Linked DNA regions of Gossypium hirsutum: region 2 is linked to region 1. A link is a contact called in public Hi-C data. All regions are on one chromosome and are shown on one strand. The core of a region is the stretch at or near the end of the contact, and the rest is flanking DNA. Distances in the headings are between cores, read along the strand shown. Region 1 holds the start of LOC121219503. Region 2 holds the start of LOC107955737 (COBRA-like protein 2).

Region 1 (2,964 bases), core at 294-2,793:
GCTTTGATTAATCCAGTTCCTCTGCATCTTGAGCATGCTATCATCCGTAGATCACCACATCTCTTGCACAAGCCCAATGAACTGCAAGTTTACAAAGTTAAATATCAGCTTGTGCAACCGTGTAGATCACATCAGTCAATGAAATATATCCTGGCAGTTCTCTTTTTCCTAGCAAAGTTGAATAAAAGTTGGGAACCTCATGATATTGGATAAGACATATTACCTACCTTAATACAATAAAGTTGATGTGCAACTTGGTTTAGAAAGAGATAGACTTAATTCATTCACTTGACAATGATTCTAGACCTTCACCCCTTTTTGCCCTAAGCCATTCCTAGCTTAATCCTTAAGTTTATCCTCAAAAAAACCAAAAAGGCAACCTTTATATGCATTCCATTCTAGGCATCCAAGTTTTCCTAAAATAAGTGAACTATAAGTACTACAGCAAGATAACTACATCACAAAGAGGAAAGCCAAGCTGATGATTCCAAAAGCATTATACTTAAATTTAGTCTAGTACTTCAGGGCCATTTCCTTTTTTTGTTCCAAAGGAGATCATAACTTGGAGATAGGGGAAGGTATTGCGGATTTCAGAATTTGACCTCTAAACCTGCTAAACATTACCTCTTCAAAGTTACCGCATGAACCAACTAGGATAAATCCTAGTACAACATGAGTAAAAGACAATAAAAGACATTGGTCAACAACTCCACACAGATGCCATTTTCTTTTGTTACCTAAGAATAGCTTACACCACAAGAATTTTGTGGATGGGGAGATATTTTCACATAACTCTAGGTAAGGCAGTGCATTTGTTTGAGATAGAATCAATCACAAAGAACAGAAATCAAACATGAAGATATGGCAATCATTTTATAAAGAATCAAAATAACCCCACAATTAAAATCAATCCTAATATACAAGGCATTGCAATTTTAAATTGAATTAAAGTACAATGATAGCTTTCCTAATGTCCAAAGGACATCCAAGTGTAAACCAACAAAGTGAACAACAACAACAGCTAAATCAAAATAACTTAAGGTATCACAACTGAGAATTCATCAACCAAACTAACAATCAAATTACCAAATTTTACTCATACCCAGTAACAAAAATGTTAACTTTTTCGAAGTTTCAAAACTTGTAAAAAAAAAACTGAGTTTTACTCACAAACTCAAAAAAGAAAAAGAAAAAAAATGATTCAAACTTGGAAACACAGCAAAAAGAAATGGGTTTAAAAAAGTTGCAATTACCTTCTCTGAGAAGCAGAAATGAAAGCATCAACTTTGGGGGCAGCAATTGTAGCACATAGTAACAAAGTGCCAACTCCAAAGCCTGCAACTTCGCTTGCTGTTATGTGTTCCATTATTCGTACGTTTCTTCTGTTCAGATATCTTAAACCTTATCGATTCAATCGGTCACCCTGCAGTTTTGAAATGTCCTTCCTTTTTTTAAAAAAATACTATTAACTATTTTATTGATCGTCGGAGGCCTATTAGCTCAGCTGGTTAGAGCGTCGTGCTAATAACGCGAAGGTCGCAGGTTCGAGACCTGCATGGGCCAATTTTTATCTTTTTTTATTTAGTGTGCTTGGGCCAATAAGTTCTGAACTTTTGGTTATTGATTTCTAGCCGAAAGCCCATCTAATTGTTCAAAACTTCTAATTTTCATTGGTAAATTATTTTATTATAAATAAAATTTACCTCATACTTTTAATTCTAATCATATATGTTTTAGATAAATTAATTTTAAATAAATAAAAATTTTAATTTTAATATATCATTTTATTTTTATTACTATTTCATAAAATTTTTAAAATTTCATTTTTTTCTATTAATAATATTTATCTAAACTTTAATTTTATTAAAATATTATAATTTTAATTTTTTAAAACATTTTTTTTGTAAATTTATGTGATAATAAATAAAGAATTAATGTTTATATTAAAATTTTATATTTTCAAACTTATAATTTTTACTATCCTTAAATGAATAAATAAATTTATTCTTATGAAATAAACAATAAATTTGATTAATTAAAAAGGATTAAATCTTATATTAAACTTCCTTATTTTCATAATTTTAAGATTTTATTGATATTAAAAATAAAAAATATATATAACTTGATATGATTTGTATATAAAACAAACTTTACATGCTAAATATAAATTTGTTGATAAATAATTTTTCTTATAAAATATATAAGTTTCTTTTATAAGGGAAATGGATAGAGAGTTAAAAAATTAAACACAACATTTAATGTCAACCAAAATATTCATTTAAAAGAATCTCTTACTATTACATTAACATAAAATATAATATATTAGATGTTCACAAATATAATAAAACTACAAAAAGTCACATGCTAAGATATGATAGCAAATGGGAACCTGTTTTCATTTTACTTCAATTTTTTTTTTTAAGTTTCAAATCAGTCTTGATTTGATTCTGAGTTACTTTAAGAGTTTTGAATGCTCGATTAATGTCTGGTTTTGATTGTAAATCTCATTATACTTGTATTAATGTCATTTAATAGATTTATTGATTATTTATGTCGAATCTTTGAATGATAGTGATATTTAACAGTTGTAATACCTTATAGCTCGGGTTAGGTGACCAAGTTAGGTATAATGATAATATATATTAAATTAAAAAAAACCATATTTGAACCTTGAAGATAGTGCTGTTGAGAAGGACAACCATAAAATTTGAAAGGGTTAATCTGTAACACCCCATACCCGGCCTAGACTTTATGGTCGGATCACGGAGGTTACATCGTACTAGCAAAAGAAATGATTGTATAATTTTGAAAGAACTTAGGCGTGAGCTTTAAGCCCAGTGTGTAATTTGGCCCATAATTTCAATATAGGTAATCATAATCATCAATTTGTCTCACAGCATATCAGATTTCATATCAAAATATATCTTATTAAAACATAACATATTGTATCATATCATATCATTT
Region 2 (2,964 bases), core at 209-2,708, 330 kb after region 1:
CTCATGATATCCCATTTGATTGTGATATTTCCATTAGGGTCCAAAGGATCATAGGCTTCTGAAAATGAGTTAAAATAAAGAGAATCATAACAAATGTATACATTTTCAATACTAATCACCCATTATGATACATTTAGAAATAAAGAAGCAAATCAATATCAGATAATCACTAGACATCAAATAGTAGAGGTCCAAAGTTCAAAAGTTCATTTTCTCACTAAACCAATAATGCATGGAAACTGTATGATAAGACATTTAAGTTTTCTTCAAGGGAAAGGAAAGTTATGATTCTAAATAAATGGAAATTACTCAAATTTCATCATTAACTGCTAATTTTTTCCTAAACCCTTCAATCTAAAGGCTACCATTTTTAATCACAGTTAGTTGAGTTTCACAACTTGCTTTGTTCATTAAGATAACAAAAGAATCAAGATTTCGATAGAAAAATCATAGCCTATTATGGAAATATAATTGACAAGTTAAATCTCAGGCAAAACCAACAAAAATCCATTAACATAAACGTAGGAAAAACGACTCAAAAGACCATAAAAGGAAGAGCTTTCGCATAATTAAAGAAAGCCCATTTTACCAACTTCGTTCAAGAATCAAAATACCATTTTAAAAAGAACCTCAAATATTCCAACTTTCCAGACAAAGAAAGAGAAAGTTTGTACAGACCTGTTGCAGTGAAACTCGAGAAAGAGAGCAAAAACAGAAGCAAGAAGCTGAAAGAGCTTAGGTTGAAGAAAGATCTAGCAATGAACAAAAAAAGATTAGCCATTTCTGTAGGATTTTAGGAGTCTTCTTTTGTTATTGACTTCGGCTCAAGATCTGTGGCAGACAGGGAAGACTCAGAGAGAAGAACGGAGATGAATAGCTTTTTCGTCCAACAGGACATGACACGAAAGTTTAAGACTTTGAGTTTAAGTAGTGGAACACTTTAATCTCACTGTAAAATGCCTTTTTTTCTTTTAAATTATAAAATTGTTTTCATTAATCATGTGATATAGAACTTTAACATCAACAATCATTAAAAAATATATAAATAATTTCATTTTCATCTTAGCAAATCACAGACTAATTTGTTTTTGTCTAATCTTGCTTATAGCATAAGGATGTCATAATTTAGTATTAATTAAACACAAATTTTAGTTTCGGAAGGAACCACCATTATTATATAAATTTAAATATAATAAAAAAAAGCAAACATTTAATCAAAAATCAAATCATAAAAAAAATATTTAAAAGAATTCGAACATCTCAAACATAAGTTAAATTTAAAAATTAAATCATTTGATTTAAATATAAATAAAAACAAATTAATTTAGACTTATCATCAACTAAATTTAATTCTCGATGTTAATTATTCTAATTTAAAATATAAATGAAGAAATTAGTTAAAAAAAAAGAAGCAAAACGCATGATAAGGTATTGAACAAAATGGCGTATGAAACACGGTGTGTGAAAGTGGGAAGAAAATGGGTTATATAGATGGATGTTTGCTTGCTTGATTAAGGAGGTTTGAAATAAAGATTGGATGATGGGTGACAGTTGTTTGTGAGTTAATAGAAAATGACAGCCCCATACAGGGGTTCTAGAGAAAGCTAAGCCAGTCGTCGGCGCCACGCAATACTTGCTAATGGTTCGTCGCCCTTCTTCTTTTAGCTATTAATATATTCCGGGTAGGACCATCAATCCTTATGAAATGAGACAGTGAGTTATTTATTATTCTTATTCTAAAATCTTTATAATTAAGGGAAAATGTAGAGAATGGTCCCTCCTTCCTTTTTTTTTAGCATATAAAATTTTAAAAAATGATATAAGAGTGAAAATATAAATTTATTCATTTCTTTTAAATAATGTTAGCCAATCGATAATAAACATTTTAAGTGATAATTTGGGAGTGTTTTCATAGATTCACTTATTTAAATATTATTTTAAAATAAAAAATATCTAAAGGAAATGAGCGTACTTGTAACATATAAATAAATCTTTAAATACGCCATTACAAATTAAAATTGAAGTTATTTAAATAATTTTATTTTTTAAACCTTTTTCCTTAACCATTTGAATGCAAATCTTAAATCAACCTGTAGTCAAAATGTAGATGAAACTCTTTTAAATACATAAATTTAATGTGAAGTATGAGCTATATTCGATCATAAATTGTAATGCTTGATTCAAGATATAGTTATCATACGTATTTTTTTTACATTTGTAATTCTTTTAAAAAATACTAAAAAATATTATATGAATTTATTCTTTTAACACCGAAAAAAATAAAAATTTATGTGATTTATTAACTCATAAAAAATTGTTAAATTTTATAATAATAAATATATAATATACTTCTAAATACAAAATAAAAACACACACAATTTTATCTTCATCTTCTTTTATTTATTTATTTATTTATTTATTTTACCTTCCCTCCCCTCTCTTTCCCTTTCTTTTCATTCCGACATCCAAGCCAACCTTCCCCGAAAGGCCAGCTGTCACGATTTTAGGGTCTAATATCTATAGTACCTAATGTGTTTACTTTTTATATATGTTATAGATTTAGGGTTTAAATTTTAAATTTTAGCATTTAGTGTTTAGAATTTCTCTTGAATAAGGTTTAAAATTTTAAGATTTAGTGTTAAGGCTTACAATTTTATGATTTTATGTTTGGGTTTACAATTTAAACCTTTTGTGTTTAATGTTTAAATTTTAAAGTTTAAGAATAAATTTATTATGCAATTATTTATAGAATTCAAATAATTAAAAGTAAAATCAGTCAATAGAATATATATATATATATATTTAAAAATATTTTCATGAATGAATTATAAAAAATCATTAATAAAAATATGGAAGAGAGTGGGTCGGATTAGTGTGGACCAATTATGTATATAATCACAATTTGTGTATTGTGCTTCCAATAAGCTGCCCTTTATGGCCAGTTTGATATTAATTTTGCTATTG

What was found. Hi-C and Micro-C count contacts between places; a contact is called where the count stands out from the background.
Region 2: a contact with region 1 is called in a Hi-C map of leaf, with 4 times the contacts expected there. The contact joins the promoter of LOC107955737 here to the promoter of LOC121219503 in region 1. A contact is called at or near these places in 2 of 34 Hi-C or Micro-C datasets (both in leaf).

What each region holds. Positions count from the first base shown.
Region 1 is chrD07:47,760,537-47,763,500 of Gossypium_hirsutum_v2.1, forward strand. LOC121219503 reads right to left here and starts at 1,544. Exons shown (of 2, transcript XM_041097773.1): 1 at 1,254-1,544; 2 at 1-81. The coding sequence starts at 1,366. It overlaps TRNAI-AAU (transfer RNA isoleucine (anticodon AAU)), which reads left to right and starts at 1,490; the gene lies at 1,490-1,563.
Region 2 is chrD07:48,091,107-48,094,070 of Gossypium_hirsutum_v2.1, forward strand. It overlaps LOC107955737 (COBRA-like protein 2), which reads right to left and starts at 1,459. Exons shown (of 6, transcript XM_016891546.2): 1 at 679-1,459; 2 at 1-58. The coding sequence starts at 781.